Regions from separate parts of the Macaca mulatta genome. Here region 2 is linked to region 1. A link is a contact called in public Hi-C data. All regions are on one chromosome and are shown on one strand. The core of a region is the stretch at or near the end of the contact, and the rest is flanking DNA. Distances in the headings are between cores, read along the strand shown.

What was found. Hi-C and Micro-C count contacts between places; a contact is called where the count stands out from the background.
Region 2: a contact with region 1 is called in a Hi-C map of fetal cortex germinal zone, with 1.8 times the contacts expected there. The contact joins the promoter of ZNF174 here to the promoter of ZNF200 in region 1. A contact is called at or near these places in 3 of 14 Hi-C or Micro-C datasets (cortical neurons, fetal cortex germinal zone and liver).

What each region holds. Positions count from the first base shown.
Region 1 is chr20:4,471,213-4,477,982 of T2T-MMU8v2.0, forward strand. ZNF200 (zinc finger protein 200) reads right to left here and starts at 3,490. Exons shown (of 5, transcript NM_001261221.1): 1 at 3,110-3,490; 2 at 1,997-2,327; 3 at 1,004-1,092; 4 at 598-718. The coding sequence starts at 2,246. It overlaps LOC106994924 (a long non-coding RNA gene), which reads left to right and starts at 3,685. Exons shown (of 3, transcript XR_003725570.2): 1 at 3,685-4,257.
Region 2 is chr20:4,619,982-4,626,751 of T2T-MMU8v2.0, forward strand. It overlaps ZNF174 (zinc finger protein 174), which reads left to right and starts at 2,336. Exons shown (of 3, transcript NM_001266897.1): 1 at 2,336-3,457; 2 at 5,113-5,335. The coding sequence starts at 3,056. The region is part of intron 7 of ZNF75A (zinc finger protein 75a); the gene reads left to right. It overlaps ZSCAN32 (zinc finger and SCAN domain containing 32), which reads right to left and starts at 2,267. Exons shown (of 7, transcript XM_001093932.5): 1 at 1,998-2,267.

The DNA of each region.
Region 1 (6,770 bases), core at 2,240-4,739:
AGAGTTCAGAAAATGGGTTCAGAACAGTTTCTATGCCCACAGTTTCTGTCTGCAGGTTTTCCCTACCTCTCCCCTCACTGCACCCAACATATAGGGAAAATGGCCACCCACCCACCCACAGCTGGAGCTGTGGAAAGGCTCTGCCACACAGAATAAAACAAAAGTAAAATAGAATGTGTGTGTGTACATAGGCTTACCAGGTGTGAATTGTCCCCCAAAGCTAGAGATGAAGGATGTGCTTGTCCCAAAGTAAACAATCTGAACACACAAAGGCTGTGATTTCTTTTTTTTTTTTTTTTTGAGACGGAGTTTCGCTCTGTCACCCAGGCTGGAGTGCAGTGGCACGATCTCGGCTCACTGCAAGCTCCGCTTCCCGGGTTCACGCCATTCTCCTGCCTCAGCCTCCTGAGTAGCTGGGACTATAGGCACCCACCACCACGCCCAGCTAATTTTTTGTATTTTTAGTAGACACAGGGTTTCATCGTGTTAGCCAGGATGGTCTCGATCTCCTGACCTCGTGATCTGCCTGTCTTGGGCTCCCAAAGTGCCGGGATTACAGGCGAGAGCCACCACGCCCGGCTGGGCTGTGATTCTTACCCAGTAACATCATCTCCCCGACACTGCTGTCATCTTCCTTCTCTGAGGTGAGAGTAGGATCCAAGCTCACACATTCTTCCTGGCAGTGAAATACATTCAAATCCTCAAAGACCACCAGTTCCTGAAAGAGCAAGAGGCCCCTTTCATCTTAGTAACTGAGGTTCACTGACAGCCCTACTGGTAACAAAAACTGACGAACAAAGATCAAGGGAAGGGATGGCAAGAGGGACCTATAAATCCCACAGAGGTGCAGCAAAGACAGGACAGCCAGGCTGAGAAGGGCTCAAGGAAAAAGCAGAAGAAAAACACCCAAGAAGGCCAACTCCTAAGAATGTGTTTTTACACACACGTTGGCCAAGCATGGAAGGTGATGGATTCAGACAGTGAATAGGAAAACCAAACCCACCTCAGGGTTAGCTTTCAAATACAGAGACACTGTCTCTTGTTCCTGTTGGACTCCTTTGGGCAGAAGCTTCACCAAGGGACGAGGATGCACTGGGGAAAGAGGAAGGTGTCGTTAGTGAAAAACTCAGTGATTCTAACACAGAGACTCCCCATACCTTGAGGTCAGGCTGTCCTCATTCCTTTGACAGGTAACTCATGGGCTTTTCTGCTCCTGTGAGCCCTTATGGAGGTCAAGCCATAAACTCTAGGGTCTTGAACCTATGGCATCTCCCTTTTATGAAAATAATGACCTCTCTACACACCTTTCAGAATTTCCCATAGAGTATTACTAAAGGAGAGCTCGGGGCAATGTAAAGTGTGAAGATGCCCAGAAAGAGCAGAAAATTTCTAAAATTCCACATAAACCTAACTCAATAATTCATCTGATTTATCCCAAAAAGATATTTCCCTCGGCCGGGCGCGGTGGCTCAAGCCTGTAATCCCAGCACTTTGGGAGGCCGAGATGGGCGGATCAAGAGGTCAGGAGATCGAGACCATCCTGGCTAACACGGTGAAACCCCGTCTCTACTTAAAAAAATACAAAAAACTAGCCGGGCGAGGTGGCGGGCGCCTGGAGTCCCAGCTACTCGGGAGGCTGAGGCAGGAGAATGGCGTGAACCCAGGAGGCGGAGCTTGCAGTGAGCTGAGATCCGGCCACTGCACTCCAGCCTGGGCAACAGAGCGAGACTCCGTCTCAAAAAAAAAAAAAAAAAAAAAAAAGATATTTCCCTCAGAATGTTTGGGTAAAACCGACACTACAGAAAGATGCACACTGTTTATTCTGTGGCTTTACCCACACCCAGCACTTCAGAAGAATTTCCTCTTTCCAACACTAGAATTGACTCCTTTTTCAATATACACCATCCTAATTTGAATTTATAACTAACACAGAAGCCTATCTTAGACTCCAGTACCTCCTCCTCCTCTTCTAGTGAAACAAGCATGTGCTTCTCACCTCTGTTCTGAAGGCTTGAGCTCACATCTTTCATAATAACCAAGGTCTCCTTGACTTTCTGACTGGGCTGGACCAGGCTTGGCTTGGGCAAGAAGGTGAGGAAGTGCTCCAGCACTAGCTGGTGGATGGTCTTGGGCCCATTAGTGGCATCTCGAAGTAGGTCTTGGCCCAGCTTGGAGTCTGGCGGAACTCTCAGTATAAAGGACCGCTTTGGCTTTGGGGGCATAGGAACCACTTTTGCAGCCATCATGCCTTGCAACCACACACCACACTCGTTTCGCGGGGCCTCCTGAGCCACCTCTTACTAGAGGAAATCTGCCAGAGAGCCAAGCTGTAGACAGAGAAACCAGGGATTACCCACAAGACCAGGCAAGGCATTACTGCACTCCAGTATGTGGCATGGGTAGTGAGGTTACAGGAGATCTAAAGAAAACGACAGCTGGGGTTAGGAAATCATAACTGAAACGCAGTATTTGAACAAGATATGCTTAGGAAGATGTTAAAGGAAGATCCTGAGAATAAAAAAGAGACTCTGCAAACCTCAAGTCCAAAGGCAAGGGAGTAATGGCGGGGAGAAGGCCAAGGTCCAGCCTCCTGAGAAATACAAAGTGTGGCCAGGTACCGATGGCTCACACCTGTAATCCCAGCACTTTGGAAGGCCCTGGTGGGTGGGTCGCTTGCGTCCAGGAGTTCAAGACCAGCCTGGGCAACACAGCAAGACCCCGATTCTATAAAAAAATAAATAAAAAATTAGCTGGGCGGGGCGACACAAGTCTGTGGGTCCCAGCTACTCGGGAGGTGGGAGGATTGCTTGTGCCCAGGGGGTCGAGGTTGCAGTGAACTGTGATCGCGCCACTGCACTCCAGTCTGAATGACAAAGCAAGACCCTGACTCTAAAAAAGAAAGGAAAAGAGAAAGGAAAGGAGGAAGGGAGTCAGGGAAGGGAAAGAAAAGGAGAAAGAAAAGACAGAAAGACGGTGTGTAAAACCCACCAGGAAGAGGTTGAATCAGGTCTGGAGAAAGAGCAATGGGCTAGAAGACAGGAAATCTGGGGTCAATACCGCGGACATCCGCCTAGAAGCAGGTTGGTCACTGAAACTGGCCATACTGTACCCCTCGAACCGAAGCTCCCTCCGGTGCCCTTTGGGCGGGGAGGCGGTTGGTGACTCTCCCGGGGAGCAGACGCAAGGCCGAGGAGGGGTCCACACACCGCCTGCCGACTCCTCTCCGCCGTCAAAGCTCTCCTGAGAGCGGCAGGCGACATCCCACTAAGGCCCGCCGGGCCAGGCTCACTCTGGGGCCTCTTCCGCTGGTCAAGGAACACCTTTACCGTAAAGCTCAGCGTGCGCCCCTGCCTGAGGCGCTCACCAGGCTCCCTACCCGGCCTTTCTCCCTCAGCAACGGACACGCTCCGTTCCCCAGAGGCGGCCTCAGCCTGGTTCCCGCCCTCACGGAGCCCCTCACCTCTCGGGGCCTCTGCAGCCCCTGAGCGTTTGCTGGGGACGGCTCAGAGACTCAGGCTCCGGGAGAGATAGAAAAACTAGGCGCGAGCGGCCGAGCCCTCCCCTCGCCCTTCCGAGTGCCCTCACAGGTCGCCGGCGACTATTCGTTCGCGCCGTGACCAGTTAAGGTGAATTGCAGGGACGCGGTGCCTTCTGGGAGGTCGGGCGCTCTGCAGCCGTCACGTCACAACCGGTGCCTTGTTTCCGGTGCAGAAGCCTGGTCTCCCCGTTCAGAGCGGGCAATCTGCGCTTGAGACGGTAACGCTTGAGACGGGCCCAGGGAGCTCTCAGGGCTGGAGGGAGGCCAGACGGCTGCAGCCTGTCTCTCTGTGGCTCTGCCTGGAAGACGGAAGGTAAGAGGCTGGCTCCAGTCATCCATGACGGGTTGGCACTTCTCCAGCTGCGGCCAGTCTAACCCCAGGGCCTCCTGGGAAATGTAGTTCGAATGCAAACAACCAATGGACGACCGTCAGGCGCGGCCGTTGGGGCAAGGCGGACCCCCTCCAACCCCCCCGTTCCCCCGCCAAGGCTTGAAGGAAGCGAGCTCTCGGACCGGAAGATCAAGACGTCTCCGCGCGTTTCCTCCTTTCACTGCGGTTTTCCAGTAAAAGGACTGCGGAGGCGGAGAGGGTGTGGCCGGCATGGGACTCCGCCTCTGCTCTGGTGACTCCCATAGGTTAGAGCTGGGGCACCTACGTTGCCACCTCCAACTTTCTAACTTCTACTCTGCTGTCCCCACCGGCCGTCTTGTTTTTAAAAGTATCTTAATTGCCCTTCTTGTACTGTCTCTGTTCTCAATTTCAGCTTCCTACGGAGGCCGAACAGAGTTTTGTCTTTGTGCGTTGTATCCATACTCGGTTCGTTCGCCAGTGAGGCATTGATCAGGGTTGGGACAACTTGTGGGCAGGTGTGGCCTTATTTCTCGATGTAACACCAGCCTCCAGAAAGTAGACAAAAGTAAAAATATAAATGAATACTTCTTAAAGTTAATTACAGCTGACTAATCGTTTAACGATGGCTTAAAATATGTCACAAAGAAACGAGTATGAAAACTGTGTGGCACCAAGACATTCTAGAAAAATAAGGAATATCTGCCTTTTCAGATCAAAATTTACTAAAAAGGCTCCGTTAATCAAAGCAGTGTGGTTTGAACTATGAGGCAAAACAGATAACTGAGATGTTTTGAAGTAAAATATAAACCTGTGTGATTGTATTTTTTTTTTTTTTTTTTTTTTTTGAGACGGCGTCTTGCTCTGTCACCCAGGCTGGAGTGCAGTGGCCGGATCTCAGCTCACTGCAAGCTCCTCCTCTCGGGTTCACGCCATTCTCCTGCCTCAGCCTCCCGAATAGCTGGGACTACAGGCACCCGCCACTTCGCCCGGCTAGTTTTTTTGTATTTTTTAGTAGAGATGGGGTTTCACCGTGTTAGCCAGGATGGTCTCGATCTCCTGACCTCGTGATCCGCCCGTCTCGGCCTCCCAAAGTGCTGGGATTACAGGCTTGAGCCACCGCGCCCGGCATGTGATTGTATTTTTTAAATACTTTTTCTTGACTCTGTTAACAAACAAGAAATAAGACTGGAAGATAGTAGTAAAGATTAGCTACACAAAGGATTAGACATTCCCAAGACGAAATGAACCCCTGCCAACTGACAAAAAGCAAAGGCAATGAGGAGCTCTTCCCGAGAGGAGGAAACCTAATTGGTCATTAACATTTGAAAAGATGCTTAACCACACTACTAGTCAAGATTATCACTTTTAAAGGGACCAACATTTTTCACCTATCAAACAACGAAGGTGGAGAAATAGGCACTCCTTTTACTGGTAGTATAGTGTATGAAGTCATCTTGTAATATATATTAAAATTAAAAGTACACATATGTACTCTTTTTTTTTTTTTTTTTTGAGACGGAGTCTCGCTCTGTCGCCCAGGCTGGAGTGCAGTGGCACTATCTCGGCTCACTGCAAACTCCGCCTCCCGCGTTTACGCCATTCTCCTGCCTCAGCCTCCCGAGTAGCTGGGACTACAGGCGCCCGCCACCTCGCCCGGCTAATTTTTTTGTATTTTTAGTAGAGACGGGGTTTCATTGTGTTAGCCAGGATGGTCTCGATCTCCTGACCTCGTGATCCGCCCGTCTCGGCCTCCCAAAGTGCTGGGATTACAGGCTTGAGCCACCGCGCCCGGCCCATATGTACTCTTTGACCTTCACAATCTCATCTGTGAATCTGATGTCTACAGATTTCTTGTAGAATTCTTTATAGTGACAAAAACTAGAAATGACATGCATGTTCATACGTAAGGAAATGAGTAAATTGGTGCATTCATACTCTGGAAATTACCCAGCTGTGAAAAAGAATGGATTGGAACTATAGGTACACCTGGAGGGATGGCCATAAAATATTACATGAAAAAGTTTCAGAGCTACATATATCATGCATAATTATATTTTTGGAACAAACAAAACACCTATGTATGTGTTGAGGGATACACATTAGACTATTAAAATGGTTACTCATGGGATGGCCAGGCGCAGTGGCTCATGCCTGTAATCCCAGCACTTTGGGAGGCCAGAGGTGGGCTGATCACTGGAGGTTAGGCGTTCGAGACCAGCCTGGTCAACATGGGGAAACCCCATCTGTACTAAAAATACAAAAATTAGCCGGGCATGGTGGCGGGCACCTATAATCTCATCTACTTGGGAGGAGGCTGAGACACAACTGCTTGAACCCAGGAGGTGGAGGTAGAGGTTACAGTGAGCCAAGATTGCACCACTGCATTCCAGCCTGAGTGACAGGCGCACCAGCCTGGGCGACAGAGTAGTAAGACTCTGTCTCAAATTAATAAATAAAATAAAAATAAAATAGTTACTCATAGGGAGGCAGTGGAAATGGAGAAAAGGGGGAGATTACACTTTTTTTTTAATTGTGTCACTTCATTTAATGAGCACATGTCAATTTGGTAACTAAAAATAATAAAACCTTAAAAAAAAATAGAACAATAGGCTGGGCGTGGTGGCTCATCCCAGCACTTTTGGAGGCCGAGGTGGGCAGATCATCTGAGGTCAGGAGTTCCAGACCAGCCTAACATAGTGAAACTCCATCTCTACTAAAAAATACAAAATTAGCCGGGTGTGGTGGTGCATGCCTATAATCCCAGCTACTCAGGAGGCTGAGACAGGAGAATCGTTTGAACCTGGGAGGCGGAGGTTGCAGTGAGCTGAGATCGTGCCCACTGCACTCCAGCCTGGGTGACAGACAGAGCGAGACTCCATC
Region 2 (6,770 bases), core at 1,086-3,585, 150 kb after region 1:
CAAAAAAATTAGGCGGGCATGGTGGCACACGCCTGTAGTCCCAGCTACTCAGGAGGCTGAGGCAGGAGAAGTGCTTGAACCCAGGAGGCAGAGGTTGCAGTAAGCCGAGATCTCGCCATTGCACTCCAGCCTGGGCAACAAGAGCGAGACTGTCTCAAAAATAAAGAAAGAAAGGAAGGAAGGAAGGAGGGAGGGAGGGAGGGGGGGACAGAGAGAGAGAGAGAGAGAAAAAGAAAAAAAGAAAAAAAGAAAAAGGAAGGAAGGAAAGAAAGGAAAGAAAGAAAGAAAGAATGATTGATTGGTTCTGGTGGGGATATTAATTACAATACCTGCCTCCCCAGAAGTGGGCATATGACACACAGCTAGGCCTATTAAAATTCTTTTCTCAAATTTTACGTGAGAAGTAGGGAAAGCTCTTAATTTTCTGGGAATTGCTAAATTGGCCAAATGTAAGACCAGAGTTGTCTGCAACTGTGTCCCACTCTCTACTCCACTCTTCCGTCACAGGAGCCTGTTCACAAGAGGACAATATACTCGAGTCCTGAAAACATGTTTGGATCTCCAAGGCCAGTTTATGCAAGGCAATATTTTATTTTTTTGAGAGTTAATTTTAAAAATAGTTTTATATAATTTAAAATTAAACAATAAATAACTTTTAATTTTTTTTTTTTTGTTTGTTTTTTTAATCTTTAGAGATGGAGTGTCACTCTGTTGCCCAGGCTGGTCTCAAACTCCTGAACTCAAGCAATCCTCCCACCTCAACCTCCCAAAGTGTTAGAATTAAAAGCATAAGCCACCATGCCCGACCTTAAAAACAATTTTAAATAGAGGCTAACTTTTGTATTTTTTGTAGAGATAGGGTTTCACTATGTTGCCCAGGCTGGTCTCAAACTCCTGTGCTCAAATGATCCTCCCACCGTGGCCTCCCAAAGTGCTGGGATTACAGGTGTGAGCCACTGCACCAGTGAAGGCAGTCTTTTTTTCATTAGTTTGTGTTGGTTTTTAACTACTTAAAACACAGATTAAAGCAGATCATAATTTACATTTTCTACAGGAGCTGACACACCCTCACCACGTAGTATTAAAATGGATCCAGCATGCACAACAATATGAATATACTCAGGACTACTGAGCTGTACACTTAAGGTTAAGATGGTAAATGTTTTTTAAAAAAGAAAATTTTTTATATTTTAAAAATGGATTTGGGTTCCCTTTTCTCAAAGAAGTTGAACTGCCTTCACTTAAATTCTCTTTACATTTCGGTGCTTCTAGAGATAGAGAAATCAAGGGCATTATTATTGTTAGTACTGCTTTTTAGCCAAAAAGAAACTGAGAGCGATGAAGTATCTTGCCTAAAGCATCACACAGCAGAGCTCTAGGCAGCAAGGCCAGGACTAGAACCTGCACCCCTTGCCTTCATTATGTTCATCCTGTACCTTACCTGGCTGAAGAATAATTTAATAAATGCTCCTCTAACTTCATGCAGAAGGCGGAACCTGCACCCCTCTGGGCCCTTTTTGACCCCTTACATCCCACTCATCGTTAAATTTTAAAATGCTGTTCTCTGAAAATTTTACTTCACTCTAGCGATGGCCTGAACCCTGGGAAAAAAATGCAGCATGAGGATGGGGAGCCAAGTGGATAGGTTTTTCACTTAGTAACTACTTATTGAGTACTCAGAACGCACTCGGTGCCAGAGTCAGGCACTGTGGATGAGTAGGGAGTGGACGAGACAGGGACGAGATAAGCAGGGTCAAGGCCAGGGGGTCCCGGGGCGCCGGCGCTTAGGCTCGGGGTGATCCGCGCGGTGGGAGCGGGGCACGTGACCGCGGCGCGTCTGGGGAAGCCCGGCCTGAGGGAGGCCGCCTGTCCCACGGAGACGCCCATCGGAGTCGGACCCAAACGCCTCCGAGAAGGGTCTCAGCGGGGAGGGACTCCTCGGCTGTTGTAGGACCCAGCCGCTAGTCCCGCCGGCCGCAAGGAAGCGGAGGACTCACCGGATACCAGTACTCGGGACTCCACAAACTCCCTCAGCCTCCGGGCCGGAAGTCAGGGGCGCCATTCGCTCTGCCCACTACGCACGCCCCTGCGCAGGCCCGCAAGTCGAGCTGCTGGACTGCAGCTCCCGGGATGCACTGCGACGATATTGACAGAGGCAGCAGCCAATAGACGGTAGAGGATGCTCTTGATAGGAGGCGGGCCCTCTCGGTAGTTCCTCAGCAGCCAGTGGGCGTCTCCGCGGCGAGTGGAATCGACCCCGCCCCCAGCCCGTGCTCGCAGGTGCCGGGTCCCAAGTCCCGCGGTCCCGGGTTCCCAGAGAGGTGAGTCGGCTGCAGGTGGGTGCGGGGCGCCAGGCTGCTCGGGGTAGCGGTGTCGCAGTCGCCAGTCCGAGCTCGCACCGGCCGTGGAGTTCAGCTGCGCACCGGGTTGCGGCAGCTTCGCCAGGCCTGGGGCTGGCTGGGCCGCGGGGCCGCCCTGGAGGCCGGAGCCACCGGGCCTGCGGCGCCTGGGCAGGGAGCAGCCGCTTCGCTCGCGTGCAGGAAGCTGTTCGCTACCTCACACCCCCGGCTGGCGCTGTGGCCTTGCTCAACTCTACCGTTTAACACCCGGTGACATGCGCCAGGTCGGTTGCTGCCGTCATGCGGGAGAGTTGGGGCAAGCTACCTGTGACAGCTTGAACTTTTCCTAGGGATTCCGCTCCACCCGCCAGTTAGAGCGTATTGCTCATTAAACCCGAGACCTGTGTGCTTGCTACTGAAATAAAAGAAATATTTTTTCCCCAGAGTCCTTGTAGGACATTATGACTTTTCTCCTTTGCAAGACTTCAAAAAACTGACAGGAAGACAAAACTCTTCCCACTCCCAGGGACCGCGTTGTCTTGAGTTTGGCTAGTAAAGGCTAGCAAGTGAGGCCTTGTCTCTGCATCCCGTTCTCCCTAACATCCTCAGAGAACGTTCGTTTTTGGAGTCTTTCTAGTATTCAGAGACTTCTCCAAGGTCATGATCCCAAAGGCTTAACACGTTTACAAGGAGAGAGTTGTCTCCTGACGCCCAAAATGGCAGCTAAAATGGAGATAACTTTAAGCTCCAACACTGAAGCTTCCTCCAAGCAAGAGAGACACATAATAGCCAAACTAGAAGAGAAACGGGGGCCTACTCTGCAAAAAAACTGCCCCGATCCTGAGCTCTGCCGCCAGAGCTTCAGACGCTTTTGTTATCAAGAGGTGTCTGGACCCCAAGAGGCACTCTCCCAGCTCCGACAGCTCTGCCGTCAGTGGCTACAACCCGAGCTGCACACCAAGGAGCAGATTTTGGAGCTTCTGGTGATGGAGCAGTTCCTGACCATCCTGCCCCCAGAGATCCAGGCTCGGGTCAGGCATCGATGTCCAATGAACAGCAAGGAGATTGTGACCCTCGTGGAAGATTTTCACAGAGCATCCAAGAAACCAAAGCAGTGGGTAAGGAGGGTCCTCTCCCATCATCCTGGGGATTTCTTTTTCATCTAGGTAATGTTTGGTATCTGGATCTCTCCCTATTTAAGGACTGAGTCTCAGAAGTGGACTGGATGGCTTCAGAAGTTGCTTCCAGCCTCTGTCTGGGAACCTATTCCGAGTTGTTAACAGGTTTTTAGAAAATCTAACTACTGATACCCAGTGAGGCAACAGAGGACCAACGTTCTTGCCATTCCTTTATGCACCTTATGTCACCAGAAGTAAAAATTGTAAGGTTCTTGAATCCCTTCTGTCAGCTCTTCCCACACCATCTTAGTTTTCCTACAAGCAGAATTCTTAGCAGGCAGGGTCACCCTGTTTAGTAGCAGTTGGACTTTGAGGAACTTCATTTCATTGGAAGTTCTAGCTTATTGTTTTTTTTTTTTTTTGAGATGGAGTCTTGCTGTGTTGTCCTGGCTGGAGTGCAGTGGTGCCATCTCAGCCCACTGCAACCTCTGCCCCCTGGTTCAGGTGATTCTCAGGTCTCTGACTCCTGAGTAGCTGGGATTACAGGCACCTGCCACCATACCTAGCTAATTTTTGTATTTTTTAGTGAGAGGGTTTTCACCATGTTGGCCAGGCTAGTCTCGAACTCCTGACCTCAAGTGATCCACCCGCCTTGGCCTGTCAAAGTGCTGGGATTACAGGTGTGAACCACCACACCTGGCCTAGCTTATTGTCTTTGATTTTTTTTTTTTTTTTGAGACTGGGTCTCACTGTGTTGCTGAGGCTGGAGTGCAGTGGTGCAATCTCTGCTTGCTGCAGCCTCCACATCCAGCTCAAGTGTTCCTCACACCTCAGCCTCTCAAGTAGTTGGGACTGCAGGTACATGCCACCATGCATGGCTACTTTTTGTACTTTTGTAGAGACAGGGTTTCTCCACATTGCCCAGGCTCTTGGGCTCAGGCAGTCCACCTGTCTTGACCTCCCAAAGTGCTGGGATTACAGGAGTGAGCCCCACAGTGCCTGACTAGCTTGTTGTCTTTGGATCAGGAAGTTACAGTTTAACTGGCCAGTGTTGCCATTGCTGGCCACTCCCCTCCCCGAAGTCAGACCCCAGTCAGGACCTGGGCAAGAAGCAAACAGCAGGTACTTCCGAAAATAGAACTTGTTAGGGAATGAGGGTAGGGTAGTCCTCTTAGACCCCTACTACTACTGGAATCTCCTTACCAGGAAAGCCTTTGGCAGAACAATGTATTAGATAAGAAGAGTTTGTAACAGCCTCTCACCATACTGCTTCCTGTTCCTACAGGACCTATTTCCAGCAGAAGTAGGTTGCGGGGAGGGCGGGGGGGGGGGCACGGTGTGTAGAGTGGGCATCTGATGGTCCAGTGTCGTGACTGACTTTGATATTTGTGCCAGCAGCTACCCTGATAACTTTGACTCTGGCCCTTGAGAAAGGCCCAAGCTTTAGGGGAAGCCACTCGGCTGACTTGTAGCATCCTCATTCCTGTCATTCTTCACATCCTTCCCTTTACTTCCTTTGAGGGTTTCAGTGGTTTCTATGAAAGTTGACCTCTAGATGGTTATCAGCAATTCCCAAGGTAAACAGGTCATTATACAACAGTGAGATCAAGCTTCCCTCAGTCCTGATGGATGGAATTAATGGGGCTTGTTCCTAGGTGGCCGTTTGTATGCAGGGGCAAAAGGTGCTCTTGGAGAAAACTGGATCTCAGCTTGGAGAACAGGAACTGCCAGACTTTCAACCGCAGACTCCTAGGAGAGATCTCAGGGAGAGCTCTCCAGCAGAACCTTCCCAGGCGGGAGCTTATGACCAGCTGAGCCCCCATCATTGGGAGAAATCCCCACTGCTCCAAGAACCAACCCCCAAATTGGCTGGGACAGGTAAACACTCTGCCTTTTCTCTCCCTCTCATCAGCCCTTTATCTCCATCAGTGTATCTCATGGTTCTGCAAAGGCATAGACCACATGTGTGTGTTTTTTAAAATGTTGTATATAATAGTAGATGATTACTCACTAAACAAATTTCACTAATTAGAATGGTGGTGATACTACAAATAAGTATGTTTTGTCATTTTCTGTTAATGAATATTTGACAATCCACTGCATGACAGGGTTGTACCTACTTTTCTGTCCCTTTCAGAACTTCTTATAGAAAAGACAGATCCAAATATGGCCACAGATGAACTTCCATGCAAGCTATGGCTGAGTTTCATTGCTTAAAATGCTCCTCTGTTTAGAAGGGGCCTGGTAGGAAAAAAAAGCTCACCCTATATCATATATCTTTGTCCTCCTCCGTGATGTTGCTTATACTTTAAATCCTCAAATCTATTTCCCTTTCTCTGGTGTGATATTTGTGTAACTGCTGGCCTTGTTCTACACAGTCCTGTGATCTCTAAGCCTGAATGACAGTGACATTTTGGCCAAGCCTGGTGATGTGAATACAAGATACAATCAGCACATTAGAGAGGAGAGTTACAAGAAGACAAAAATCCTTATTTTCTTAACATTTGCTACATTCAATGAGGTACTTTGTGTTTTAGGCTGTTCAGGCTGCTAATATAGAATGCTAGAGACTAGGTAGTTTATAAACAACAGGAGTTTATTTGTTATAGTTCTAGAGGCTGGGAAGTCTGAGTTCAAGGTGCCAGCATGGTTGGGTTCCAGTGAGGCTCCTCTTCCAGGTCACAGACTGCCTACTTCTCAGTCCTCATGTGGCAGAAGGGGAAGACAGGCTCCTGTGGGGCTCTTTCATGAAGGCATTAATTCCATTCCAGTGAGGGCAACACCCTCGTGACCTAATCACCTCCCAAAGGCCCCACGTCCTAACACTATTACCTTGGGAGTTAGAATTTCATATGAATTTGGGGGAACATAAACATTCAGCCCCTGGCAACCACAGTCTACTTTTGTCTCTAGACTTGCTTATTCTGAACATTGTATATAAATGGAATCACACAGGCCGGGCACAGTGGCTCACGCCTGTAATCCCAGCACTTTGGGAGGCCGAGGCAGGCGGATTGCTTAGGCTCAGGAGTTCGAGACGAGCCTGGGCAACATGGCGAAATCCTATCCCTACAAAAAAATACAAAAATTAGGGGGGCATGGTGCTGCACACCTGTAATCCCAGCTTCTTGGGGGAGCTGAGGCAGGAGGATCACTTGAACCTGGGAGGTCGAGGCTACAGTGAACTGAGATTGTGCCACTGCACTCCAGCCTGTGTGACAAAGTAAGACCCTGTCTCAAAAATAAATAAATAAATAAATAAATAAATTGAATCACACAATATGTGGTCTTTCGTGTGTGGCTTCTTTCACTG